Regions from separate parts of the Mus musculus genome. Here all the other regions are linked to region 1. Evidence: chromatin contacts called from public HiChIP or PLAC-seq data. All regions are on one chromosome and are shown on one strand. The core of a region is the stretch at or near the end of the contact, and the rest is flanking DNA. Distances in the headings are between cores, read along the strand shown.

What was found. HiChIP or PLAC-seq counts read pairs in DNA pulled down with a chosen protein or histone mark.
Region 2: an H3K27ac HiChIP or PLAC-seq map of stem cell-derived neural progenitor cells shows a contact between it and region 1. The contact joins two enhancer-like sites. A contact is called at or near these places in 3 of 115 datasets of contacts at active chromatin or transcription factors (astrocytes, oligodendrocyte precursor cells and stem cell-derived neural progenitor cells) and 1 of 9 other capture datasets (embryonic stem cells).
Region 3: an H3K27ac HiChIP or PLAC-seq map of stem cell-derived neural progenitor cells shows a contact between it and region 1. The contact joins two enhancer-like sites. A contact is called at or near these places in 7 of 115 datasets of contacts at active chromatin or transcription factors (SST interneurons, embryonic basal ganglia, forebrain and 3 more) and 1 of 9 other capture datasets (embryonic stem cells).
Region 4: an H3K27ac HiChIP or PLAC-seq map of stem cell-derived neural progenitor cells shows a contact between it and region 1, with 4 times the contacts expected there. The contact joins two enhancer-like sites. A contact is called at or near these places in 6 of 484 Hi-C or Micro-C datasets (cerebellum, cerebral cortex, neural progenitor cells and 2 more), 4 of 115 datasets of contacts at active chromatin or transcription factors (astrocytes, embryonic midbrain, neural progenitor cells and 1 more) and 1 of 9 other capture datasets (embryonic stem cells).

The regions. Positions count from the first base shown.
Region 1 is chr17:9,019,242-9,026,591 of GRCm38.p6, forward strand. No RefSeq gene overlaps it. Among named protein-coding and RNA genes, the nearest start is that of 1700010I14Rik, 35 kb to the left of the region's middle. Within about 2 kb of position 4,555, at least 27 of the 459 cell types and tissues checked have an H3K27ac peak or open chromatin away from gene starts, as enhancers often do. A contact at or near this core is called in cerebellum, cerebral cortex, neural progenitor cells and 4 more, where this site is marked.
Region 2 is chr17:9,875,234-9,882,583 of GRCm38.p6, forward strand. The region is part of intron 1 of Gm34799 (a long non-coding RNA gene); the gene reads right to left. Among named protein-coding and RNA genes, the nearest start is that of Gm34799, 28 kb to the right of the region's middle. Within about 2 kb of position 4,513, at least 52 of the 459 cell types and tissues checked have an H3K27ac peak or open chromatin away from gene starts, as enhancers often do. A contact at or near this core is called in oligodendrocyte precursor cells and stem cell-derived neural progenitor cells, where this site is marked.
Region 3 is chr17:9,719,146-9,726,495 of GRCm38.p6, forward strand. Gm34684 (a long non-coding RNA gene) reads right to left here. Exons shown (of 5, transcript XR_876393.3): 1 at 7,148-7,350; 2 at 3,045-3,143. Among named protein-coding and RNA genes, the nearest start is that of Gm34684, 3.7 kb to the right of the region's middle. Within about 2 kb of position 3,801, at least 2 of the 459 cell types and tissues checked have an H3K27ac peak or open chromatin away from gene starts, as enhancers often do. A contact at or near this core is called in stem cell-derived neural progenitor cells, where this site is marked.
Region 4 is chr17:9,576,778-9,584,127 of GRCm38.p6, forward strand. No RefSeq gene overlaps it. Among named protein-coding and RNA genes, the nearest start is that of Gm51424, 4.1 kb to the left of the region's middle. Within about 2 kb of position 3,439, at least 54 of the 459 cell types and tissues checked have an H3K27ac peak or open chromatin away from gene starts, as enhancers often do. A contact at or near this core is called in cerebellum, cerebral cortex, neural progenitor cells and 3 more, where this site is marked.

The sequences.
Region 1 (7,350 bases), core at 3,305-5,804:
GGCATTGGCTATGATGGGCATTGGCTATGATGGGCATTGGCTATGATGGGCATTGGCTGTGATGGACATTGGCTACAATGGGCAATGGCTATGATGGGCATTGGCTATGAACTCTCCTCCACTCACTCAGCTCCCTTAGCCATTCAGGTGGATCTAGGTCCTCAGTTGGTTTCCACTCTGAATAGATACAGGCAGAGAGCATCCTAGTCGCTCCTCAGGCAAAGCTGTCAGTCCCGTGGGTGTCATGCTCTGACTCAGGAACTGTCACCAACTTTGCTCTTCTCTTTCCTCTATGCTTCTGATCACTCCATGGAATAAAGACAGGAAAATGAATGGATGCTGGAAAGATTCCTAAATTAATTGTGTTGTATGTTTCATAGTCTATTTCCTGTGGTGTAAAATTTAAACTTCCCTCATGAGGCCCTTAGAGGTTAGTAAGCACCAGTTACCCATACCTCCTGTGCACCAGTGTGATGAGGCTAGACCAACTTCTCAAGGCTCCTGTTCACCAATATGATGAGGCTGGACCTCATGTCCCACAATCCTTCCTACCCGATCCCCCTTCATAGTGATCTAGTGTCATTTACAAACCCCAGTAAATCCACTCAAACGTTCTTTGCGTCCTTAAACACAATCTCTGAGGGCCTACACTTTCTTCTGGTGTCTGACCTGCCTGGGTGAGCCCTTCCTTGGCACCTCCCACTTGGCTTCCCTAATTGGTGGGCCATGCTTTCCTCTTGAGGACCTGAGAGAAACATTTAATTCCATAACCCTCTCCAATGTGACTTCCACAGTCAGGCTGGCATGATACCCAAAGACCTCACAGAGGAGTTTTGTTCCTACTTAAATAGCACAGTTCTCTTATTTGTTTGTTTGTTTATTTAAACTTTTTGAGTGTCTTAGGTTTTGGAAATGTCAGATCCCTAAGTTCAACTCCAAACCCACCAGGGCCACAGCCTGGGAGTCTGTGTGTCACCTCCCTGCTGAGAGGATTCGCTGCATACTTTAGGTTGACATTTTCTTTTGTTCCTAGTTATAGTGGGATTTGGCTTTCAAAGCAGTTCTATGTGAAGGGGAAATCAGTCAGAAAGTGCTAAATAGTAGGAGCTGGGAGGGCAGAGGCCAGCTGGACCAGCTCCTTCATTTCAGACCCTGGCTTCCAGAACCATGGCTGAATACATTTTTGTTGTTGTTGTTGTTGCTTAAAGTATCAAGATTGTGGTAATTTGTTACTTGGTAGGGCACACCTGTAACCCCAGGACTAATGAAACTGAGCAAGAAACACTCTGAATTTAGTCAGCCTGGGTTACAAAGTGGGATCCTGTTAGTAATATGCCATAGCAGCGATGGGGTGATAATACAGGAAGGTTTCCACTGAGCTGGAAAGGCCAACAACCCGGGTGTTCTATAACTGGTGGGCTGTCCAGGCTTAGATGGACTCGCCTGCTACAAAGATGATGAACCAACTGGTATCAGATGTTAGACAACAGTGGTCATCACCACCCTGAAGAAAAGACAGAAGAGAAGGTCTGCTGGCCCATGTCCCCTTCTCACTTGTGGGTAGCCAGGCCAGTTGTGCACCAAGCTGAGAGGGAGGGAGGGAAGCTTAACCAGGCATGTGTGTGTTGTGCAGGAAGGATATTGGTCGGCAATAAGTACGTGCACAATAAACACACCTGGGAACAGCTTCAGAGAACTGATTTAGTTTATTGGGTGGGGGAGGGGTATTTATGCTCCTCCCCCCCCCCCCCCCCAAGGAAGGCGGCCAGGGTCTCTAGGGCAAGGTTTGTGTGGGCCTGTACCATTGGCAAGGACAAGGGGTGTTTGAAGATTTGTATATTCAGGGGCTGTCGGGTCTGGGGGAAAATAACCATAGAAGGTCAAAGAGTGAAGCCTGGTAGCTGACCTGGTTGATGGTGAGGGAGCCAGCTTTATGGTGCCAGCTTGGGAGGGGATGGGTAGCCAACTCTTGTCTTCCTCATCTGATGTATCAGGGTTGAAGTTCTCCTTCCACCCTTCCTCTGAAGTCCTGGGCCACTACACTCCCACAGTGGACCTTGTAGCAGTGTGGGCAGCCATAAGTGAGTGACCTCACTGAACCAGAGACACACATGTTGGTACTTAGAGAAGCAGACATGGTCACAAATTACAGGCAGAGTTCTGGAGAACTATCAGAGACAGAGAACATTGTCCAGGTATCTGCTTACACTTCGCTTAACATCTGCACTGCTGCACTGTTAAGCACGAGGCGCCTCAGACCTGCTGAGCATAGGAGGGAGGGAGACTCTCAGAACTCACAGGTGGCTGGCTTGGGAGGCCATGAATCTCACCAGCCACTGGGTATTTGTGACAGCTCCAATGCAGTGTACACCAGCTGAAGGAGCCTAAGAGCAAAAGCTACTCAGGAGGCCATCCACAGAAACATGGGAGCCCAAAGATCAGCTGGATTATAGACCGTCAAATGCAGTGTCTAAAATTCTTAAGAAATGCCAGGCTGAGCATGCGGCTCAGGGCTAGAGTATTTGCTTAGCATGCTGAAGGCCTGAGATCCATCCCCAGCTGGACTTAAACACCAACACTACCAACATCTAAAGAGACAGAAAACTGTGATCTGTTTAAGAAAAACAAAACAAAACTACAACAACAACAACAAACAGTGAGCACAAGCGGATCCAGGAATGAAAGGCCTTACATAAAATTTATAAATATTGTAACCATGCCTCTGATTAAAGGAAATTGGGAATGTACGTTGGAGGAGCAGTGCACAGGAAGCCGAAGGATCTCACCCCCAGAAGTTGAAACACTGTCCCACTGCCTGGAGAGAAAGCTTAGTAAACAAGGAGGGCAGCAATGCTGGCTGCACAGCAGGGAACCCTCAGTCACAGGGAGCTATGGCCACACCATGTCACCTAGCACTGCTGTGCATGAGTTGGGTGGGTGCCACCTGCTTGGCTAGGAGGAGAGTAGAGCCATGAAGCCCCTTGAGGAAGGATCTCCCTCTCCAAGTCGAGAATCCGTGTCTGGATGAATATACTCCTGTGCTTCTGTCAAGGGCAGTGAAGAGCATGCATACGCCATCAAGGGCCTATTTATCTTCATTTTGTTCACTGGTAATTTCACACATAGACACAATGGAATATGATCATATCTACCCTCATTTCCCCCTGTAACTCCCAAAACATCTCCTAATATGTTTGGTAACTTAGTAGGTGAGTGCTGCCCTTATGTGAATGGGTGTGGGCATCTCTACTTGAACACGGAAAACCCACCATAGGCCACACCTACCCAGAATGACTCTCCCTCCCCTACCCCAGCAGCTACCAATTGCCAATAGCATCTCCATAAGGGTGGAGCCAGGAGAAGAAAGGCTTCCTTCTACCTGACTGCTTTCCCACAACTCCATGTCCCTCGGATAGTGACTGGATACTAAGATTTTTCTATTTCCCTAATGAGATGCTACACAATAATAACGTTGTCGAGCCACATAACCACACCAAGGAGCAAACCTCAAAATCTTGGTGAGAGGGAAAGATGCCAGAAAGCAAAGGGAAGCTGCTGCTGGAGCCAACCTGTAGGGAGTGTGTGCAGGGATGCACACGTACTTATGTATATACATAGTGTGTGCATGAGAGAGAATGAATGAATGAGTGAATGAATGAATGAAAAATATTTTATCCTTGTTGGTATTTAGGGTTGGTATCTAGTGGTGAGTGTTAATGACAAAAAATTCTCTTATCTAGGGCATATTTAATTTCTTGTTAAAACCTTTGAAACTAGGTGGTCAATAGACTCAGAAAAATCAAATTAACAAAATGAGCCAGGAAGATTGTTACTGAATTACAAATAATTCTCTGTGGGACTCCAGGAAGGTGGTTGATGAGGGGCCAGATTGAAAGGCTCTGCCACAGCCTTCTTATTTCTGGAACATTCTATTTGAAGTCTGGACGCTGTTATCGGAAACGATAAAGATGCTCTTAGGTGTGTCCATTCAGAATTCTCCCTATTAGCCACAAGGTGTCAGGGCAGCCCACTTTAAAGCATTTTTCAGTGTTCCACTGAGGATCCCCAGAGGTCTGCTTAGGGTGGGAGTCAGACAAGGACCTTTTGAGGTTTCCCACAGAGAACTTCCCCGCGCTGGTGCACGCTGAATGAGGGACTCCTGCCAGGCCTTGTCCTCTGAGAGCAGGCATGCAGGGACCTTCTGTAGGATTTGCATTTTTATTCACCTCCCAGTGCCAGGCGGACGCCCCAGGAAGCATTAGCACAGAGACAGGAAGGCCAAGCTGTCACTTCTCAGGCAATTTTGCCTGTGTATAAAATGAGCGTTTTGAGATCCTGGTATCATAATTTTATCCAGGATGCATGAGCATCTGTACACGAAGGTTTGCAGTGGCTGGGTCGAGAGGCTGCATCCTAATTAATGTCTGTCTTGGACCACTCCAGACCCCGCCCCACTGTTCCAACCGTCTTTCACACCTGCCACTACTGCTGGAGGAGTGGGGTGGACAGCGGAAGGACCTGCAAGAGGACAACACAGGGCCTTATTCTTCCTACTGGCAGGGACCCAGAGAAGCTGGTCCGCTCCACAGACTGTCTTCCTGCCAGCCAGTCCTGTCCCCAAGCAGAAGCTGTGGCCTGGCGGGAGATCATTTTTCTTTAGCACCTGTGTAAGAAGGAGAGGATGTTTGAGGAGAAACAGCAATACTCCACCAAGAGTAAACAAAGGCGAGGGCTGAGCCATAGCTTTTTAACCAACTCCTCAGCCAGCAAGCTTCTGGTAGTGGGACCTGGCTCTAAGAGATCACTGGAAAAAAAAAATCTAGCTCAACTAAGCAGTTGTTCTTTGTGTTGTTGTGAGTCTTTTCATCTCTCTCCCCCCAATATCCTCTCTCTGAGAAATTATGCACATAAAAGATACACACAGCACAATCAATGATTCATGGCTGTGAGCTCTCCTGTGGTTTCCTGGAGATCTCTAGATGTCAAAACAGTACCAGGTTTTTACATGTTTTAGAAAACCAGTTTTAATTTTGCATTTTATTTATATGCGCATACATGGGTGTCTACAGAGGCCAGGAGAGGACAATAGATCCCCTGGAGCTGGGGCTACAGGCTGTTGTAAGCTGCCCTGCAGGTCCTGGGTGCTGGGTACCAATCTTGGTTATATGGGAGAGCAGGATGTGCTCTCAGCCTCAGAGCATCTCTTCCCTCAAAAGGCTGCAAGCTAATGAAAAACAATAACAATAACAGGACCTCCTAAAATATCAGAAAATAAAAATAACTACAGGCAGAATTTTATCGATCCCAAGTGGTCTCGTGACCTCTCTAAGTTGGTGATTTTCTCACCTATGAGAGACTGTGTGGCCTGAAATATCCTGTGTTGGTTTGTATATTCTTGGTCCAGGGAGTGGCACTATCAGGAGGCATGGCCTCGTTGGAGTAGGTGTGTCACTACAGGCATGGACTTAAAGACCTTCATCCTAGCTGCCTGGAAGCCAGTATTCTGCTAGCAGCCTTCAAATGAAGATGTAGAATTCTCAGCTCCTCCTGCACAATGCCTGCCTGGATGCTGCCATACTCCTAACTTGATGATAATGGACTGAACCTCTGAACCTGTAAGCCAGTCCCAGTTAAATGTTGTCCATGTAAGAGTTGCCTTGGTCATGGTGTCTGTTCACAGCAGTACAACCCTAGCTAAGACTTACCCTATGCATCAAGAGAGGTTCTTCTATGTGGAAGAATAAACCATGCAGTTTCTATTGTCTCTATGTTAAAGAACTGCCAAAGGCTACTTTTGAGGACATTTTCCCCTCCACTGTGTGTGTGCATGTGTGTGCATGAATGCACATTTGCATATATGTGTGCACGTGTGGAGGATGATATTGGGAATCATCTTTTATTGTTCTTCCATTGTATTCTTTGAGGCAGGGTGTCTCAGTCAAACCCAGAGCTCATGGATCTGGCTATTCCTGCTAGTTGCTTTGTTAAGATGATCCTCTGTCTCCTTTTGAGCCTGGAGTCACAGGAGAGTCCTCTTGTCTGCCTAGATCCAGATTTTGATTCTCGTCCTTGACTGGCACCTGTTTTAACCATGGAACCATTCCCCCAGTTTCTGTTTGAGAATTTAAAATAAAGGCTGCTCTACCCCTGGAAGATGGTCCCTGAAAGAAAAGGGGACACTGGCTTTGCCTCTAACCTACTCCTCTCAGGGCTGTTTGTGCCCGGTAGAACACTCTAAAGTCGGGAGCTGCTTTGGGTATTGAGGGTTAATCTCGCTGAGAGACTTGAGGGGGGTGAACTTAAAGGGTACAGCTAAAGGAACATGCCAGAAACCTTGGGTATCGGCCAAGGAAGCCAGGTCTCCTGAGTTCTAGGGTTCAAGCAGGGAAGAGAAAGAACACTAGGAGGAGCAGGTTCAGAGGCTGGTCGGAGGCACCTAGCTCTCACGATGACATCTACAGTCATAGCCTCAGCCGACCACGAAAAGCAACAGTGAGAAGACCTTTTGCAGAGGATCCAGACCCTCACGGCACCTTCTGAAGGACTTCCACCAGGAGTGCGACAGTGAAGCAGAGCTCAGCAGGAAAAGGTTCCTGCTTGCACCGCGGCTTGGGCTGGAAGATCTTGTCCATGCTGGCAGAGGAAGGCAGGCGGTGCGTCTGAGAACTACAGCTGGCTGTTCTAGGTGTAGATGAGGGAGATCCTCACATTGGAGCTGTAACAGACACAGGCTTGCTTTAGGCAAACTAGCAAGGTGATTTTTTTTTTCTAATTTTAAATGCGGTCTAGTATTGCTCATTACTATGCAAATTATGCAAATGAGCACGCACTTTCTGCAGAGCAACTTCACAATACTTATTTATGTGAACATAGTTTTTGTTCTGTGGGTGCTTCTAGGATCAGAAGGAGGCACGATATTATAAGAATGTCGTGAAAGCAGTACAATATAAAAGGAACTGTTTAAATGCATACTTAATACAATAAAATATTAGGAAGCAATTAAAATATATAATAATTGAAAACATGGCTCTATTCATTGGTGGTAGTTTATAGGGGGATTTTTTTTTTCTTGTACTACTCAGGTTTTGCTGTAATTCAGAGAAATACTCTGAAAACAAAATCTAACCTAGTCTTAGATACAAATTTGATTTTTAATTATATGATCAAGAAATCATCCCAGGAGCATTCTCTATTTCTGAGTAGAAGCCAAATAACAAAATTCGATCCGATGAAAATGCCATAGAAGTCTGGTTCCAGTCATTTATAAATAAATGCTTGCAGACAGTTACAGACTTCGTTCCCTGACGATGCCCACAGAGTTTTAGTGCTTCGAGTGAATTTTGTACAGGT
Region 2 (7,350 bases), core at 3,263-5,762, 860 kb after region 1:
CAGAGACAGTCTCATTCTCTTTCAGGAGAATCATAGTTATGGTTGTTTTCAGGTGAGGAAACCCAGGCTTCAGAAGGTAGGAAATTTTCCCAGCATGCACTGCTGGACAGTGATAGAGCCTGGAGTTGGTTCAAACCTGACTCCCTGCTGAGAATATCATCTGCTAATATCTAACGGCTTAACATCTAATTTCAAATGCTGCCTTGGTGCCAGGGAAAGAACATGGCCTGCTAGATTTCAGCAAACTCCTCATGATGAAAGAGTGGGCCAGACACTATGGCTCGGATGTTGTACATTAAATATTAACATCCCTAGTCTGAAAATCTGGAGCCCATAATGCCCCAAACCTGACACTTTTTGAACATCATACTGCAATTGTAAACACTCCACCCTGACTTCCTGTGACAGGTCACTGTCCAAGCGCAGACTTTTTAGAACACCACAGAATTTCATGGTTGGGTTTCTGCCCTGTCACCAAGATGCATGGTTTAATTTGTTTTGCGCTAACCATTGAGAGCACCAGTGCCTTTTGTGTGCTCGTCATCTTCTGTAATGGAGCCTCTGCTCACATTTTGGCTCAGTTTTAAATTGGGTCGTTTTCTCGTCATTGAGTGTGGAGCATTCTTAATATATTCTAGGTATAAATCTTTAATCAGATATGAGCCTTACAAGAAATTTCCCTCCTATGTGCAGCTTATCTCCTCTCTCTCCTAACAGTATCTTCTGAAGATAAATCATGGAGCTTGTGTCATTTGTTTCCATCTCTCATGGATCTCTACCCCTTGCTGCTTCATGTTAGGTATTTTGAAAACTACTATTACTTACATATTGCTCCTGGTATTGCTACTTGTTTGAATGAGAGGCCAAAGCCAGTCCTCATTACCCTATCTGGTAGTCATACTCTGAACTACACTTTAGAAGATGTAATACTGACATTACTAAAAGGCACATTGCATACATGTACTGCTAAATTTTCACAGAATTTTTACAATCATAATTCTTTTCCTCTCAAACGACACTTGAAGGACAGTATCATTACGTAGGAATCAGAAAAAAAGAGTTGGAGTTAAAAAAAAATTTATCGTGTTACGCCAAAACCAAACAAACAAAGCAAAGCAAAACAAAACAAATATAGCATTGGAAATGTAATTGAGGAAAATACGTAATAAAAAAAATATTTAAAAAAAAGAAAAGAAAAAGCAAAATTATTATGAAAACAAACAAACAAACAAAAAATAATAAATATTCTTTCTGAGCAGAAGGCCCTCAGTCTGGAAAGAGTGGGAACCCTCGGCTTTCTGGAACTGACTGGTTATCAAGACTCAAGGATTCCAAACACAACTGGGCTCTACTTAACTGATAGCTTCTAATTAGCTCATGCTTCCGTGACATTTTTCTTCTTACTTTCATCATTCAACAGATATGGAATGAGAAGGATGCCATGGAGTAAAAGGTCTGAAGGCTTACAAGATCTAGAAGCTTGATGTATGCAAAGGCTCAGGTAGAGTTTCATCTTGCATTATTAGCATTTTTTGTTGAATATGGGTATCATGGTGTAGCTTTGGTGATTTAGCACCACCACAGCCAATTACCAGGGAGATCAAAACAACAGGAAGTCTCCTCCCCTAGTACACGAAGCCTGATACCTAAAGACCTGAGCATGGCCACGTCCTAGGACCTCTGACAGAGGATCCACCTTCTTGCTTGGCCTGCAAGTTCTGGGTGTGGCCAGTTACCCTTGGTGCCCTTTGCTTTCAAAGCGTCCCTACGATTGCTGCTTCTCTCTTCCTATTTACAGACACGCCCTTTCTCTATGAGGATGCCAGGAGTTGGATTCAGGGACCACCTTGACTCTAGGAGGATCTCACCTTGAGATTCTTGACTTACATAGCTTCTTAGAGATCCTATTTCCAAATGAGTTCCCATTCATAGGTCCTTACAGTTAAAACTTCCATCTACCTATCTGGGGCACATACCACAACCCACTACAGTTTCTTCTATAAGAAGTCATGTATTACATGTTTCTAAGCTCCAGCCTTGATGGCGCATAATGAGATCACATCCAAGTCACTGGGTAAAGATCACTCCAGGGCTTCATTGTCAAAGTGTGCCATGGCTTCACCCATTTGAATACTGACTGGTCCTTGCATTGAGTTTGATGTTGGTAGGTATGGATGATACTGTGGCCTCAGTCACATTCACGTACAGTCTTACAGTCTGGATTTCTGAAGACACATTGCTTTGTTTGAGAGACAGGAGCATGCTGCATGCTAACAAAAGTTGGGTTGGGTGATGGCTCATGGGTAATTGTGTTTGCTGCAGTCATGAGGGCCTGAATTCATATCTTCTAATACCAATGGAAAAGCAGAACATGGTGACATACGCATGTAACTCCAGAGCCAGAGAAAGAAAGGTAGAGACAAGAGGCTTGCTGGGACTTGCTGACCAGCCATCCTAGCCCTCCCAAATGGCAAACTTCATGGCCAGGGAGAGACCTATTTCTATGTCCTCTGCACATGGACACAAATACTCATTATAAACACACACACACACACCACGCACATGTATTCTCACACAAACATGTATTATCTGAAATTACTAGATATGTTTTGAAGAATAAAACATACCCTTTGCCACTGAGAGCCAGTGGCAGTACAGACTGCCTTTGTTCCAGATGGCTTTTCTGACTTCTAGGGTGCCGGGTGGAACAAGAGCTGTTCATCCCCCGGCCTGCGGTGAAGCTCTGGCAGCTTTGCAAAGTCTTGTGGACAATGAGGGTTTGGCTGACCTGTGTCATAGGTGTTCTTTGCATGGCTTCGCTTGGCTGGCCTACATACCATCCACTTGTAAATGCCCCTTGCCTGTTTGTCAGATTAGACCCTTACCCTCCCTTTGAATTTAACCTCTGAGTTCCTGGTGCAACACTGTTTCTCTCAGTTTTTCATCTGTTAGTTGACTACATTTGCTGTCAGCTTTCTGAAAGGTATCCTGGTTTTGGAATAGTCAAGCAGGCTTGCAAGTGACTTTTGCAAGTCACTGCCATGCTTGCAAAAACCCCAAACCATACGATTTCTACCATAACTTCTCTCCTGTCCTGTTCCAGCCCCGACTTTTACACCACCAACCCATTTAGTTATGTGCACATCATGTGGGATAGAGACCAACCTGATTTTACCCTAGAGCAGCAGTCAGGGTTTTAGAGCCTTTTCTAGAATAGGATATCACTTTTCACTGAGTTTAAGCTCTGCTTTGTCAAGCTCCCACAATACACTGGGCTCTCCTGTCAGATTTCAATTCGCTTCTGACGACCTAGTCGCCTGTAGCCCAGAGCCATACTGATTGGATTTCAGTGGCTTTAGAGCATGTATCTGTGCTGTGTCTGGCTTGCACCTCTCAGCTCATTCCTTGTCATTCTTCAAAAATCATTCTTCCAAGAGTGGGAAAGCTTTTTTTTTCATTGGCTTTCAAAATTATGCTTGTGAATTTGGGGCGGGCAGCACTTTAATAACCTTTAACTTTATACAAAAATAATTTTTCTGTTTTGTGAAGATATTATTTCATTTCTTTAAGTGTCTGTTATCTTTCCTGACAACCCAGTTGGTCTTGTGATTAACTGAATTTATGGATATTTTATGTTAACTGCCTTTACTGTGTAACAGAATGGTTGCTTTGCTTATTTTAATTTCTAGCTAGTTACTACTAGCTACAGAAAGATATTGATTGGGACGTGTGTCACAGCTAATTACTTTACCAAATTTATTAAACGCAATAACTTTTTAAATTGGACTATTTTGAATCTTACAGATTTATACTCAAATCAACAGCCAAAAAGAATAATTTTGTCTCTTCTTTATCAGCCTTTTAATTATTATTTCCTTTTCTTATCCTCTGAAATATCAGATAATTGTGACAGTAATTACCTTTGTCTTGTTCATAATTTTAGTGGGAATGAATTTAGCCTTTTACCATTTACAATAATATCTTCTGGGTTTGCTGGTTTGTAATAATTGTCTCTTACAAATTTAAATTATTTCTTCCTAATTCTGATTTGCTTAAATGTGTTATTTTTAAGAACTCCTAAACTTTTATCAAATGTCCTTTTAAAATGTGTTAGCGTGGTGTATTTTCCTCTTTAAATAGGTTGGTATGGCGAATTTTTGTTGACACATTTCTAAAATTTGCTGCTTAAAAAAATATGTGATTTGAAGTCACGCAGTGGGATATTAGTTGTTGCTTTTAGGTCAGAATTTCTGTACTTGTTAGTGTAGCCAGGATGGTTCCTGGGTTTGCTTTCTGGCAGCCTGCATCATCTTCCACAGGAGAACTTCTGGGCTGCTTACCTCTGTGGCAGCCTCTTCTGGGGTCCTAATTCCCACCCACCACTGGGCAGTTAGTTAGTGGATGTGCCCTTTGCTCTCTAATTCCAAGTCTACCACCAAGCCTAACCGCTGTGGGCATCCGCAGCTCTGTGTTGGCATACAAACAAGGCCTCTTTGTGCTCAGATGATGTCATGGGTATGAACGTGACAAGAAAACAAGTGCCTCAGAATCCTACCATTGCAATGTTCTCAAGAGAAAGAGAACAGACCCAGATTCCTCACGGGGGCAAGGCCACTGCACGAAATGTGACTTTGAAGGCTTTGGAAAGAGCTGGGAACCAGGACAATGACACTGTGGGGTGAACATTTGTTTTGTAAAGGAAAAGGAATCCAAGCCCGGTCCTCAACAGCCAACGCCATGGGAACTCGAAGGGGTTTGTTCCCTCTCCACATCCTTCAGCACATCTACAGCCCCACTGCCCACCTGCTAGGAAGCAAGCTAAAATACACAGAATACCCAAGAAGGGCCTTTGGCTTGCCTCCCCAGCCTCCCCTCTGGTCGGCATTGGCCCTCGGGCTAGACTGCTTGGATAGCATTGCAGTGCAGTACGAGCATGCAAGCCTGACGTTTGAGAATGTACTTTCAACCTCTATGTCTGGAACCTGAAGGAAAACACTGCCCATCTTCCCAGCCGATGGGTTTCTGGACTGTGAGAGGCTCAGAAAGCTCGCACACTGGACTATGCTTGGTGAAGCCCCCATAGTAAACCGAAGACAGCATGGGACAGGCCAAGAGAGTTAGGTCTAGGTAAGGCCCACACCCCTCTGGCATTTCTAGAACTCGATGTGAGTATACTGCCAGCTGCTTTCCCCCCAGCAAGAGAATATGAGCGTTCATAATCTTCCGGACTTCAGCCCATACCTGAAGCACCTGGAACACAGGCGTCTGTGCAGCATCTTCTGAGCCCTGAGAAATAATATACGAAGCCGAGACCCTAGGAAGCCATGACTAGTCTCAAGTCAGACCCACAGAAATGGGCAGAGAACATTGAGGACAAATCCTGTGCAGGGATGCTGTCTAAAGCACTGGGGAGGTGTCCTGTGTGTTAGAAAGAACTCTGTGTTCGCTGAATTGCAAGTCATCTGACACAAATGGGCAGTGAAAGAGACCCCCTTCCTACACAAAGTACACAGACTCTTGCTGCTTAAACACATAAGTTATTTTGCTTTAGTAAATAGTATCTATTTTTTATTACTATAGCAATGCATGTTTGGGTGAATACAAATTAAATAATTTTTTGGAAAATAGTTGAAAATTCCTCATTATCCCACAGCTCATAGTACTGCCATGATCGCTCTGTGGGCACCTCTGGTTGGTGTTTCTCACTCCACATAAACTCAGCTATCTGTTCAGGAGCTAACATAACACATACACACACACATGTACATACATATATGCATACATACACACTATACATATGTACAGACACATGCACATATACACATGCACACAAAGGAACACACACAGACACACATATACATACATATACACACACATACATACACACATGAACCCACAAACACTCACAGAAACATGCACACACATACACACATGTACACACACACATGCACACCTGTGTGCACTCACACACATACTCACCACATTGTCTTCTTACTCCTTCAATCATAGTCCCAAACCAATTTTCATGTCAGACCTTTTTTTTTCCTGTGTGATCATTTCTAACCAAAATTTATGATATTTTAACTCATTTTAAAGTTTTTCTATTCCAACCTTAGGTTTAGTTTTTCATTTCACACACACACACACACACACACACACACACACACGCACGCACGCACGCACGCACGCACGCACCGCACACGCACACGTACACACGTACACACTCGCGTACTGATTATTTTTTTGCAAATGCATTTGGCAGATTTGTTTGTTCTCAGTACTTATTGATAGTTAACTAACTATTGGAGAACAAAATAGACCCCACATGCAGATAACGTTGAAAAGGAGAAGCCATGATCCCACTGTGGGCCCCGGAACCACTCGCTTATCTACAAGGGCTACTTTCCCAGAGGTGTGGTGGGTGGCATCGTGCTTCCATGTCCTCTGTTTTGTTTCTTTGACCCTTCCTATGGCCACACAGCACTAAATTCATCCATGGCTTGTGCCTCCTTTGCATCTCTATCCTTGTGTTTTCGGACCAGACATAAAGTATTAAATTGCCTCATTTTCAGGAAAATGGATGAAACTGGCCACCAACCTGTTAGGTGAAACCAGACAGACACAGAAAGATAAACAGCACACCTTCTCCCCCATATGTGGAATCCAGACTTAAAGTAAAACTCACGGGAACAAGAGGAACCATCTGAGAAGGAAAGACCTCTCAGGAGGAGGGAAGGGAGGGAAGAGAAGACATGGCCATGGAGAAGTAACTGAGGTAAGTTGTATTCATGAGGGGCGGTGCATCTCAATGACTCCCATGCTCACACAGTTGAGAGCGCTGATGTTAATGTGGAAAGCCATCACTTAAATGCACACAGTGTGGTGCCCCACAGTAGACCTGATAGACCACGTGGATCCCGAGGACACTGAAGCACTGACCCAAGGATATCCAGGAATGTGACGCAAATCTCATCAAATGCCATAGAAGCTAATACCACTTAAAGGAGGAATTGATGCCCCTTTCCATTTAGCTGCTATTAAAACCATGGGGAGGACAACATTGGTGCTATTTTATATTTCCAGAGATTTCCAGAGATTTTGACTGCCTATGTTTGAATAGACATATACGTTATTGCTTTAAAAGAAAATGAGTTCATATGCTATAATGTGCACTTTTCTGGTCATTATTTTGGCAATATTTGCCCCTGTTGATAGATACAGACATAATTAATTAAGAAGTCCCCGTGTTGTTAATTTTAAGAGTTATCACATAGTGATAACCACCTGCTTATAAATTTGAGCTGGACAGAGGAGCTTGAGGCATGGCCGTCTCCCGTTCTTCATAAATAA
Region 3 (7,350 bases), core at 2,551-5,050, 700 kb after region 1:
AATATCCAAGATACAATTTGTAAAGCACATGAAACTCAAGAAGAAAGACCAAAGTGTGGATACTTCGCTCTTTCTTAGAATGGGGAACAAAATACACATGGAAGGAGTTACAGAGACAAAGTTCGGAGCTAAGATGGAAAGAAAGACTATCCAGAGACTGCCCCACCCGGGGATCCATCCCATATACAACCACCAAACTCAGACACTATTGCATATGCCAGAAAGATTTTGCTGACAGGACTCTCATATAGCTCTCTCGTGTGATGCTATGCCAGTGCCTGGCAAATACAGAAGTAGATGCTCATAGGAACACAGGCCGCCCCATTGAAGGAGCTAGAGAAAGTACCCATGGAGCTGAAAGGGTCTGCAACCCTACAGGAGGAACAACAATATGAACTAACCAGTACCCCCAGAGCTTGTGTCTCTAGCTACATATGTAGCAGAAGATGGCCTAGTCAGCCATCAATGGGAAGAGAGGCCCCTTGGTCTTGGAACTCTATATGCCCCAGTACAGGGTAATACCAGGGCCAAGAAGTGGGAGTGGGTGGGTAGGTGAGCAGGGCAGGGGGAAAGTATAGGGAACTTTCGGGATAGCATTTGAAATGTAAATGAAAAAAAATCTAGTAAAAAAATTGAAAAAATGGAGCAAATGAAAACATTACAGATTAAACAAAATAGAATGTTCTAGTGGGATGTTTATTCTCCTTGAGAATATTTCTCCCATGCAATATAGTATGCAAAGGATGAAGATTGTGTGTTCAAACCACACTCCTTTCAGAAGTCAAATATTTCTGATGAGAAAATGAGGCCCTCAAAGACAACCAGACAGACCTGTCAGAACCAGAATAGCAAGGGCAGTAGACAAGATTATGGTCCTGTTCCTCCTGTACACTGAGCCAGAGTAGCTTAAGTTGTCCCTATTGATCCAAGAAAGTAGAAAAATGTGTATCAGCCACATGGCAGTGCCCCAGGATGAGAAAGTAACATGGCTCATGGAGATTAAAATACAGATTACCGAAGACAGCATAAGGTAGTGTCTCACACTCACATGGCTATTTTTCTGGGACAACTGATAGAAGTGATGATATATTTTCATGCTACATTGTAATTTGCTAATATTTTATTAGCTGCTGAATCCCAAGACCAACTTCATTGACTTGGAATAGATCATTTTGGATTTTTAGATATCCTGATCATACTCTGTAAAGGGTTTCATTGCACAACAGTATCCTTAGTATGCTACAGATTTGGGAAATCAACTGATTAAAAAAAATGAAAATATAAGTTTCAAAAGTTTAAACAAGTCACCCTGAATAGACAGGAAAGACACATTCAAAAGCCACAAGATTATTGACTGAACATCCCAGTGCTGAGAATGAACTACTTGCTTATGTATTATTCACCAAGGAGGCCTCTGAAGACCCACAAACCATAAAGAATACTGCCACCAATATTGGGTTCATTCCAGAACAAGTTGGCTGTTAAAACTCTAGTGTTAAAGACACAGAATGTTCTAGTGGTAGTATATAGAGAAAATAAGTTAAGAGTGACCTGTACAATAACTAACTGGATTTCATCAAGCTGGAAGAGGATATGCAGGATGATTGGGAAGAGTATCACAAACTTTCTTGCTCAGATGTGAACACTATATGCTACCCCATTAACATACCAAGCAATGTGTACTTGCTGGGCAATAATGCAATGACTGTTAAGGGTGCAGCAAACTACTTTCGGCATGGACTTAACACCTTATAAGCCAAGGGCAAAGACCTATGTCTAAGGAGATCATAGAGACAATGAAAGAAACCTCTGCTATTGATTTTTAAATGAATGTGATATACCTACTGAATTAACCTCCAAACAGTTGTGTTTATGATTCTAGATTACTCTTGCATTTAGCTTACATATGGATGTAAATTCCTTCCTTCTTTTCACTCTTTCTTTGTTTCCTACTTTCTTTCCTTTTACAGTAGGTAGTGGTTATTGTAGAGACTCATAACTGGTCAGACTACCGGGAATAAAAGACTGTTACTATGACATAGTTGTCCAACATCCATGGAGGGAGGACCTGGAGTTTTAGTACAACCATATAATTCATCAATCATGTCCGCAAAATGAAGCCCCAAAGAACCCTTGGTACTGCGCAAGTAAACCTTCAATATGAAGATCCTCTATTCATATTGTCACAATTCAACTGAAGGTCACACATCCTGTGAACACAAGACATTTCACACATATAATACACACACACACAGTTCTGCCATATACCTTTCCCAACTGACTGATTTTTAATGAAATTAAATTTTAATTTCCTGTAAAGAATGTAACCCTGAATATAACAGAATCTAGGAAATTCTGTGAGTCTTTGAGCAATTGGTAAATATGGAAGTTGTAGAAAAGACCCTGAGCTTTCACTTGGTACTAGAAATGAGATGGGTCTTTGTGGTCACTTCCCTCTAGCTCTATAGTTGGATCCCACCTTCTTGGGCTAGGAGTCAGAATGGGCTTCCTGGGCACTGTACTAATGTCTCACATTTCAGATAATTCTGAGCAATATAGCCAAGGTTTGAACTTGGTATGCCATAGACATCTGCAAGTAAGTACTGGATTAAAAAAAATATATCAATGGATGGATAGATGAACAGATAGATGGAGTGAAAGACAGATGAAAAAATATGCCTTATTCCATTTTGGCTGTGAGAAACATTCAACATGACTGTCAGTCAAGGCCAGCAGGCAAATTGTTACCTTCTTTTATGACTTCTGACCCATGAACTCTAGACTTCTAAGACAAAGAACTGGCATTCACCCTGATATTACCTATTCTCAAATTTACCCTAAACGTGTTAAATTTAGACAAAGGGCATGATTAATTGTCATTGTCGGGTGGACCACTTTAGAAATGAGCATTTTCAGACCTGAAATAAATATGTTGTGTGTGAAATGGATTGACTGTGAACTTCAGTATGTCTGCTTGAGTCAATGTTCAGTTACTGGGACAAAATGCTAGTGAAAGCAATTTAAAAGGAAGAAATCTATTTTACCACATGGTTTCTGAGGCCTCAATCATTGTGACTCCGTTGCAGTGGGCCTCTGAGGAGTCCAGCTGTTTATGGAAGAGGAGGCTCTTCATTTCATGGTGTCTAGGGAGAGAGAAGGGGTCACAGAAAACGGATTATCCAACAAAGCCCCACACCCTACTTACTACCGCTTCTTAATAATGCTGTCAACTTATGAATCCACAAATGGATCATGCACGGGTGAAGTAAGAGCCTTGGGATACGTTCATTCAAAAGTTCATCACCTGAGAAGCAAACCTGCAACACACGAGCCTTTGAGGGGCATACTATGTATACAAGCCACAAAAGGACCCTACGCTGTAAGGACCACACATGTTAAGTGAACACGAGTCACTCAAAGATGCTGCCAATTCTTTTTAAAATATCAGTGCTGAGTTAGAAGTCTTTCCCTTTGTTGTGTATCAAAATAATTTTAAGCCACTCATAGTACAAATGACATTTCTTTTTCAAATGCCATCTTTCAGTTTTTAATCAGCAACTACAGGATATTCCCAGAAAACAACAAATCATAACCTCACATGGGGAGAAGCTCAGACCGGTGGGGTGGAGAACTTTGGAAGTGTGTTGTACCTTAAGACATACTGGGCATTTAAACTACAAAAGGAGGCTACAAACTGCTAATCTGCAGATGAAAGGAAGAATGCCCGCAGCCTTCATTTGCATTTGAACTGGTGATAAATGAGTTTTCTACCTCCATTTGAGTTCACTTCTCTGCAAGAGGCACATCAGAAACAATGCAATCTGAGCTTCAAGGCAAGTCAGGTTCCCAAGAGAACATGAACCCTATTTACACCCCGGTAACACAAGAACATATTTCCCTGACAGAATGTCAAGCAGTCAACGATGAAAGATGAAATTACAGGGTGGGGCTGAACAGGACACTTTATCGATGCTAGGAGGTGGAGAAACATACACACACACACATTAATATTTTTTGGCCCCCTTCCAAAATATTCAGCAATGAGAAATAGGTAAGATCAGAAAAAAAAATTTTTTTTGACACAAAGAGATTTGGGGTAACAGAAATAACCTCATCTTTTCCAACCCACCATTAAGGTCTGGGTCATCCATCTACATAAGAAATGGGAGTCTGGCTAATGAGAAATTCCCACACTGAAAGGGGGACTGAGTAAATCTCATTCAAGTTGTAATTTGAATTTAATGCCTCGTCTATAAAACAAACAAAGCATCATAAAATGTTAAATGGTACATAGTGAATCAGGAAAATGCAAAAATTTTTTTTTTAAAAGTGCCTAGCCTGCTTTATTCCAAAGAGAGTGTTCCCTGCTCAGAAGAGCTGAGCTCACCAGGGCACGGTCTCTCTTCCAGCTCAGCTTTCTCAGAACCTGCTGAGTCAGTTGGAAATATCTTTTTCTTTTCACTATTTTAATCATGTCACCAAGTACGCAGGCTTGAAAGTTGACATTGCCATGTTTCAGAGGGCTCTACCCACTCTTGGCAGACAGCCTGGGATTTCACAATAAACAACTTTATTATCCAGTGCCTCTATTTGCACAGAAAAGTCCTTTCCTTTTCGTGAGTTGGGCGATTCACACACCATTGTCTTAGTTATTCTCTGTGCAGAAAGCTGTACCTTGTGTTTAGTTGCCATGTTGTCTGGGGGTAAGAAAAAAAAATTGGGGTTTTAAAATTGTGTCTGTATGTTGGATCTCCAACTCTCCTATCTGGAACCATAAGGGGCCCTGGGGAAGACTACTTGTCGCAACACATACTGATGTGTTTTTAAAAAAAGATAAAGAGGTATAAGAATATGTTCTATAGGGGTGTGGTGCGGTATGGGGGAAGGGAGTGCCTCAGAGGGCCCATGCAGAGGCATCACTTCCCCATGAGGGACTAGTCACATGACAGTATAGTATAAAATAGAGTTTATTCAGGGCACAGGGAGGAGAGTTAAGAGGGTAGTAGAGGCAGAGAAAAGCAGAGAGGGAGAGAGTAGAGAAGTAGAGGCGGGGGGTGGGGGGGATAAAGGGAATGGGGAGCAAGGGGGAGCAAGAGAGCAAGAGGCAAGAGAGAGAGGCAAGAGAGAGAGGAAGGGGCAAGCAGCCTCTTTTATAGTGAGTCAGGCCTACATGGCTGTTGCCAGGTAACTGTGGGGTGGAGTTTAGACAGAATGCTAAATATACTGTACTGTGACCCAGCGGGTAAGCTTTGGATCCTAGGACTCAGACATCAGAGCTACCACTTTGTATACAGGCTTAAAAGGATACATTAGCATCTACTTTCAATTTACTCTGTGTGTGTGTGTGTGTGTGTGTGTGTGTGTGTGTGAGAGAGAGTATATTCATGTGTGTACACATCTACATGTCTGTTAGAGCATGTGGACACCAGAAGCTGACATCAGGTGTCTTCCTCAATTGCTCCCCATCTTGTATTTTGAAACCAGGACTCTCTCTCTCTCTCTCTCTCTCTCTCTCTCTGATTCAGTTAGACAAACTGGCCAGCAAGCCTCATGAATCCTCCTGTCTGCTTCCCCAGTGGTGGGATCACAAGTGTGAACTGTAGTTTCAATGTCCAAACCAATTAAATTAGGATTCTAAAGTCTCCCTTGATGGGTCCTATATAGAAGAAAAGAGAGGGTACATTAAAATCAGTGAATACTGTTCTCAGATGATAATCCTCCAATAAATGGTCAGAAATTATTAAACTTCTTTATTTTCAAATATGGCCTGTAAGCCAAGTATGTGTGTGTGTATGTGTGTGTGTTCATGTATGTACATGTTCATGTCTGTCTGTCTTTTTATAGGTCTGTGCCTATATGTATGCATATCTGTGTTTATGTATATATGTTTATGTGTATGTATGTGTGTGTGTGCCTGTATGTGCATCTGTCTGTGCCTGTATGTGTGTATCGATCTATGCCTACATGTGTATATGTGCCTGTGTTTGTGTCTACCTTCTGTCTGTCTATGTCTATGTATGCGTGTGTATGTGTATGTGCACAGGTGCACTTTAATAAGGCATTTTTGCACCTGAAAGATTATAATTACCTTTTATAATTATATTATAATAAAGAGTTACTGTAATTTGAAAAGCCAAAAGCACAAATAAGAATGCTTTTCCAACACTATAAAAGGATGTTTTCTTTAGGAATTTTCAACAAGGAAATGAGAACATACTGTGAGTTCTATGAGAACCTAGGAAGGTCCCCTGGAGCAGACCATGGCAGCTCCATCATGCCTTTACCCAGATCTGCCTTCTCTTGGACTGTTTACTTTCTCTGATTTATAAAGGTTTGGAGGCCATGGAGAAAGGCACCATCCTGAAAGAAAGCTGGGCATCTGGTGTCAGGTTATGTAGACAGCTGAGAAAGTTACCTAGAGAAATCTGTCTGGGTGACATACATGCAGCACACAGGAAATCTGAGTAAAGACGCCAGTGTCCTGCTTGCAAATGGACTGACAGAGCTGTTCAATAACTATAAATACAAACAGTTACAAAGACCGTCTTCAGCATTCTCAGAAGCCACTCATGGGGTCTGTGTGCTCTTTCTCATGCTCTTCCTTGGTGGCTAGGAGCCTTGGGACCTTTGGGGGCATCCTGAGAGGAACCCCTTCTCCTCCCCCTAACCCTTCAATGTTTCTGCTAAAAATCCCTCTATTTAAAGGTAAGATAATGAGCTTTTGTTCACTGGCTTGGATCAAAGACAATCTCTGAGCAGAAACAAAGGCAGCCTTAGGCTGGGAGCAGTCAGCTTCTTATTGCCTGCAAAGAAAGAAACTGTTTTGTGGCTTTCTTTTTTTCCTTTCTTCCTTTTTAATGTCTTTTCCAGCACTGGCAATTCTCATGCCCTGGAAACCCCGTCCATGGAACTCCAAAGTGTTTCTGAAAGACAAACATTCCTATTATGAGGAGAACAGAAGTTGGCTGCCATCTACAAACTGGTGAGCAATTTGGCACCAGCGGCCATCCTGTCCTGTAAGGGGAAGGAGTACAGACCCTTTGTCCCCCGGTCCTGGCGCCAACTTGAGTCCCTGACCTCCATTATGCCTCCCTTCTCTGCTTGGCCCTCCCAGCTATGCTGTCTGACTGCCGGGTAAACAGCTTACCTTCCTGCTCTCTAGACTGTGGGATGTATGCATGGCCGAGCTGCCTCCGGATCTTCTAAAGTACTGGGCGAAGAGAATGGGCCGATGCCTGAATGGGGCTGTTCTTAACTGATGTGTGGGCGGAGAGGGTGACCTTGGGAAGACAAGCAAATGTCTGCTCTAGGGAGCCAGCAGTGTGGAGACTGAGTACAGCCAGATTAACC
Region 4 (7,350 bases), core at 2,189-4,688, 560 kb after region 1:
CCAGATTGCCTGAAGTTGGAGTTACAGGAGTTGAGAGCTTGCTAACTTAGGTGCTTGGAACCCAGTTCTGGTCATCAGCAAGACTAGTACTCTTCACTACTAAGCCATTTCTCCAGTCCCAAATGTTTTCCTTTTGAGCAATAAAAAAATACTTTTTAAATAAAGTAAATAAAAAATAAAAAGAACTTTGGTGGTTAACAATTAAGTACATTGGTTTGGATTATGATTTGAAAAAATAACAATTGGGAGCCATTAAATATAGAAGATGATCCAATGCATTTGTTAATTGTTAGGCAATAATGCCACAATGGAGATTATTATATACATGCACACTCACACACATACAACTTAGTAAAAGACACATGTTGTGTAGTGAAGTCAAAGTTGCCCAGCTGTGCTTCAAATTTGGAGATACACTGGGAAAGTGCAGGCTGTACCAGGACATGAAGAACATTCCAGAAAACAGACCCAGCACACTGAGGCACAGATCCATACTGTCTACCTTCATGAACATGTGATTTTTTTTTTTGCATAAATCTTCACTCAGGCAAACCTAGGGTGTTTTCTTTTGGCTCAGAAAATCCTTTTATATGTACTAATGTGAAGCAGAGAGGGGCTTACTAAGAGACTTGAATATATATTTTAAGTATAAGGGTTAAAACAATGACTCTCAACCTGTCAGACTCAACCCCTTTAAGGAACTGAACAACCCTTCCACAGGGAGTTTTCTAAGACCATTGGAAATTACAGATAAATATTTATATTACAATTTATAACAGCAGCAAAATTTCAGTTAGTAAGCAGCAATGAAAATAATTTTATGATTGAGAGTCACCACAACATGAGGAACTGTGTTAAAGGGTCACAGTGTCAGAGAACACAGTGAACACAACGGGGTTGAGATAGGGGGGTACTTACTTGGGGGAAATAAGACATTGTAGGGAGCAGGACAGGCTTACCAGGGAACATAGCACTGTGTGTCTTCTGTACACTATTTTAATGGCTATCAACTGACATCTTAAAGTCGCTGAAAAAAAAAATGTCCTTTTCTCCCTCTTTTTGATAAGTGTGATCAGAGGATCACTTCAGGAGTGTCCTAGATGGCATTAAAATCTGACAGGGTAAAAGGAGGAGCCGCTTGAGTTGTCCAAGGGGTTTAAGTTATATCCTTTCCCAGTAAATGAAACTTCTGATGAGATTCATAGAGAGTATAGATTTATTGGGGAGAATGAAGAAAGGCCTTAAGCAAATGTTGCCAGTTTTATTGGAATTCTTGATTCCTAGCTGACTTCAATCAAGCTCCTAAGTGAGGGTTTTCTTTTTCTTCCTGTGTCTCCACAATTTTCTCTAGCATTCTGTTCTACCTCAATAATATTCTAGAAAGGAAAGAAGAATTGAGTGTGTGATTGCTCCTACATATCAATATTTCCACCCAAGAGCAGACCTCATGGGTCCTTATAAGATTATACATAGACAGGTAATAACTTTAGGAGGATCCAGCCCACTTCCTAGTACTATAGGGGACTGTGGCTTATCATGGACACCCAGAGCTTCTGCACAGCTCTGGATATAGGATCTCAGCAGGGTTCCTAGCTTGAACAGGCTTCTTGCTCTTTCTTAGCAGACAGCTATGATATGAACTTCAGTCCCACATTTCTGAGAATACGCATTATCCTGGCGGCTCAATAAAAAAATGACAGTGAGTGAAGCATCCTACCCTGTTAGATATTCTCCGTTTTTCATGGGACTTCTTTCTCTGAATTGGCATCAGTAGTATATCACCCCTAGCCCTTAATTTGGAAGCCAGAAGAGACAAAGACATTAACACAAATTTTTGTCTACCTCATACAGTTCGCTTTACTTGTGGTAACTTGAGTTTACCCCAAAATACATCCCTTTAGGGGCTGGAGAGATAGCTCAGTGGTTAAAAAATGTTTGTTGCTTGTGCTAGAAATTATGCTTGCAGGTACACACACGTGTGCTAAAAATAAAATAGATAACTCTTTAAAGAATACTACAATATATAGAATTAAAAACACATTTTAAAAATATTTTTGAAAACGTGTCCCTTTACTGCCATGCCATGAAGCTTCATGTGTGTGTGTGTGTGTGTGTGTGTGTGTGTATGTGTGTGCATTCATGTGTGTGTGCATTCATGTGTATGTATGTGTATGCTTGTGTGCATGTATGTCGTGGATCTCTGTGTGTGTGTCTGTGTGTGTGTATCTATCTGTCTGTGTGTGTGTTTATCCTTGCATATGCATAGATTGCTAGAGCAATCCATACTGCTGTTCTTTAGCTCTTTCAGTATAATGATGTTTCAAAAAGTACAATGCCTCAAACATGCCAACCTTCTGAATTAATCTTTCCAACACACACACACACTCACACACACACACACACACCCTTACATCTGTTATAGGCTCAGAGATGGATAGAAACACTGTCCTCTGTTTTGATTCACCTGTCACAAAGTTCTTGACACAAGATTAAATATTGGTCATTAGATGAATTCTATTACTGACTACATTCTGGGCATTCTTGAGCCATAATCAGATCTCCCAGGGTTTCATTTAATTCAACATTAAATGGAAGAATTAACATGGAACTCATATTGATAAGGGAAATGAACAGCCTGGGGGGCCCTGTCAATACCTTAGCAAAGAGAAAAAGAAATCGCCGAAGGGCACTTTACTTTTGTCTGTTCACTGAATCAAACCAGCTCCGTGAAGACATGAAATTATGGCAGTCCAGACAGATAAACATGGACCCCTGAGACAGACCTGTCAAAGCCCGGAGCTCTGGAGCCATCCAGAGGGCTAAGAAGGGAAGGTTGTAAGATCTAAGGAATCTACCCAGGCTAAATGGTGAGACAGGACAGGCTCAGTCTGGAAAAAGCCACTGAGGGCTTAGGGCTTCCAGGAAGCTTGCAGTGGGGTTGGTGATATATTTACAGCCCGAGTCTCACTAGCAAACACCCCTGATATCATTGAATGACCCCGAATTACAAGAAAATAATTAAACAATAGCAGGAAGCCATGTCTTCCATTGCCTACTGAGGCATAAGATTAGGAAGAGACCCCATGAGAAAGCTAAGTCTCTGGGCCTCTCAACTCCAGATAAACAGAATCCAAGTGTCCAGCAAAATGTTAATGAGTTCTAATCTGCAAAGAGGTCTTGCCTGGGACCAAATAAATTTGCAAGTCCTGGCTATGCAACACAATGAAACTCTTCAGTAAAGACTCTCACAGACTATTTAGTGTGCTGCTCATGATAATTCCCCCAACGCAGTGTGGCATTTCCCAAACTCATTTAACTTGGGAATATTTTTTCTAATTCAGAGCCCCCATTAGCATTGGACGTTTGTGTATGGGTGCCTCTCAATTTGGAAAACAGTGGTGTAGGTCCATTTACATTTCAATGGATGCCTGCAGACAGCTCCCATTCTGTCGGTTTGGCATGAAAACCCCCAAGGAAGCTGACTCCTGACAGGATAGAGCATAGAAAGACCAGTGTGCCAGCCTAGGCAGAAAATGTCCGAATTGGCAAGCGTGTTCACAAATCTTTAGATCTGACAGTGCTCTGGTCATTTATGCTCAGTGCTCAGATCTGCAAAGAGCCAAGTCGGCCTGAGGGAAGTCATTGTCCTCAGAGGAACAACTGGGAAGGGAACTGAGCCTGGATTAGGCAGTAGGTGAGAAAGACCCTGTGGGTCGCTGTAGGTGGTAAACCTCAAAGAAAAAAAGAATGAAAGCCAGTGCAGATTGGCCTCCTGAACCTAGATCAGTCTTCTGTGGAGTCTAAGGCCAGGCCGTCATTGCCAACATATTTAAAGTACAGTATAATTAGACAACAATCCATCCAGTCCTAGGGGTACAATAAAACATTTTCCCTTTTTTTTTTTAAAAAATTAGATATTTTCTTTATTGACATTTCAAATGTTATCCCCTTTCCTTGTTTCCCCTCCGAAAATCCCCTATCCTCTCTCCCCTCCCCCTGCTCCCCAACCCACCCACTACCACTTCCTGGCCCTGGCATTACCCTACACAGGGGCATAGAACCTTCACAGGACCAAGGGCCTCTCTTCCCACTGATGACCTACTAGGCCATCCTCTGCTACATATGCAGCTAGAGCTATGAGTTCCACCATGTGTTTTCTTTGATTGGTGTTTTAGTCCCGGGGGAGCTCTGGAGGTACCTGGTTAGTTCATATTGTAGTTCCTCCTATAGGGCTGCAAACCCCTTCAGCTCCTTTGGGTACTTTCTCTAGCTCCTTCATTGGGAACTCTGTGCTCTGTACAATAAAACTTAAGGTATGACTAGATAGCAACTGCTTTACAAAGAACGTATGATTATGAAGGTGAGTTCTATAGCTAAAAGAGCTAGTATCTATTGAGGTCTCTACTGAGACAGCATAGAGGTCACCAGGCAAAAACATGCATAAGTCATCTCGCTGAAGGGATAGGTAATGGTCTGGGGATGGAAGAGTCTAAGACAATCATTTTGGGAAATTTGGGTGAGGTCTGCCTCTACAGGTAGCATAAAGGTCACTGGGTCATCAGCAAAATCACTCTCAGCTGTTTGGAAAGGAAAACAGGTATTTTATCACCTCCGTTGAGAAAAGGTCCTGTGTGTTTAACATTCCTAGTTCCCCTAGTGATCTGTGGGCACAAGGACTTTTGTACCTCTAACAAGTAGAGACAAGAGCCTTGGGCACAAATGACAGAGAATCCACATTAAGCAGGCTCACAGCTTCCTTGGTGATCTGAGGCTCCTGGCTATAAATCCACTCAGCCTGCATTAACTCCTGGTCTCTTTGCTGTGGAAAACATGGGAACAGAGGAGGAGTGAGGGAAAGAGAAGAGAGAAGGGGACAGAAGGAAGGAGGGAGGGAGGAAGGGAGAAGAGAGAAGGGGACAGAGGGACAGAATCAAATTTGCGCCTCGGGAGACACTAAGAGCTTGGTGTTGTAATCTTTTGCTGAGAGAGAAGGAGACAATGCACAGAGGACAAAGACAATCAGGACAAGGACAAGGACAAGGACAAGGACAAGGACAAGGAGACACTGGCAACAGAGTGACCTCAAGTAAGTGGAGAGGCCACGTGTCTACTGGAAAGTAGCATGTGGAGGATTGTTCACAAAGCAGACATCATTCTGGCCAGTGGTCCCAGAGCGACACATCCAAATGGTTGTGTAGAAGAATGGTTGAGAAGAAGATAGGAGAAATCAAAATGACAGCATTCACAAAACCTCATGTAAACTCATCATTTGTAAGTGAACTGAGTAGCATTGCTATATGTGAGTTACACACACACACACACACACACAGCCTTCATAAAATAAATAAATAAATAGCCGGGCATGGTGGGACATGTCTTTAATCCCAGCACTCTGGAGGCAGAGACAGGTGGATTTCTGAGTTTGAGGCCAGCCTGGTCTACAAAGTGAGTTCCAGGACAGCCAGGGCTACACAGAGAAACCCTGTCTCGAAAACCAAAAATAAATAGATAGATAGATAGATAGATAGATAGATAGATAGATAGATAGATAGAATTAATGACTAGAAAAAAGGCCATTAGCAATACATATAAAAATTTCAGGAACCTGATAACTTTGTTAAATGCAAGTCTTTCTTAGAAGAAAATTATAATACTTCATCACAGCTCATATTAACATAGCTGATTAATAGATGTGCCGTGTTACCGAGAAAGATTCTATCATAAGCATGTTCACTCAACCTGACACTCCAACAAAAATTTCAACCATGGTTTTGTGCAATTTAGCAAGTTTAATAACTGATCCCATTAGCTAGTCTTTTCCAGAAAAGAGAGACAAGAAAGCATCATAGTAGATTTGTGGCTAGGGCTAAGGAATATGTTTCTTTTCTGTCGTTTCAACTTGTCCCTCTGAACTCCTAATATGATTGATTTCCTTAAATTATTTTTAACCTGTTTTTGTTTGTTTTGCACAACAAGATGCCTGACTGGTCTTTACTTTGGGATCCATAGACTCACTTTTAATGTTCTAGATATCTCAGTTTTTCAATTACTGTCATATTTTCTACCAGTTAGTGTTTTACTTCCTAATTATTCTCATAGTGTCTTTTTGCAGGGGCCAAGGGGTATTGAGATAGGAGCTCCTGTAGCCCAGGCTGGCCCCAAACTCTTTATATAGCCCTGGATGACCTTAAATTCCTAATACTTTTATTTAAGCCCGCCGAGTGCTGTAATTACACATGTGCAGCACACACCTGGCTTAACCCTTGTACCTTTTATGGACAAGTAGCTGTCGATATAGTTGCATTTGTTTAACATCTCAAATGTGTTTTTCTAGCACTTGATCATGAAGATACTACTGTTTAGTCTGTTTAGTGTGTTTCTAGCTGAGCTTTCATACAGAGAAGGGCTGAGATCTCCTTAGGAATGGCAAAGCCATGATAAGATAGTCACATTTCTACCCACCCAACTTCTGATCCTGTCACCCTGGAACAGAGTTCTATATAAAATATGACAGGGACACAGATGGTCAAGTTATACCCATTATCTTGTTATACTTTGGAAAGTTTGTCTTCTCGTGTTTTATTTAGATGCATGAAAATGTACAGTGAAAAACAGAGCACAATGCATTATTTTGTATATTTTTCTAAATGTAGCTACTAGGAATTTTTAATTACATAAAAGGCTCACACTGTATTTCTATTTTATGGGCTGATGTAGCACTTTATAGAAAAAGTTTGTTGAGTCTTTTCTTTTCCCTTTTTTTTTTTTTTTTTGGAGTATGCTGAAGGGATGCTTAAAATCCACATTAAAAGATGTATTAATAGAGAAAAATCAGATATATCCTTGGCTGTGAGAGGCTGGGTAACATCTTACCACCAGAAAAGATATTTATGTAGAATCTGTATGTGGTCTGCATTACTGCATGATAGCTTCCCTCCATTCTTAAATTAGTAGGAACTTTTTGCTTTGTTTTAAATTACATTTGGGTATTGTGAAATATTTATATGAACTAGTTATACTTTGTCTCTTTTCTAAAATTGACCCAACCTGTTATTCCTGTGATATTCCAAATTTGGTATGTGTAATTAATACATGTGGATTTTGTTTATTGGGTTATGTGTTCTCAAGACTGAGTAATCCCAGCACTTATACATATATACATATATGTGCATGTGCACATAATCATACATGTACAAATGTGTTCACACACATATACTCATATTCACACAGGCACATGAACAAATCCACACAGTGATATTTATGTACACACATATACACATGCATATATATGCACATACATGCACACTTCTATGTATACACACTCCTGAAATTGGCATGAGCATACACATG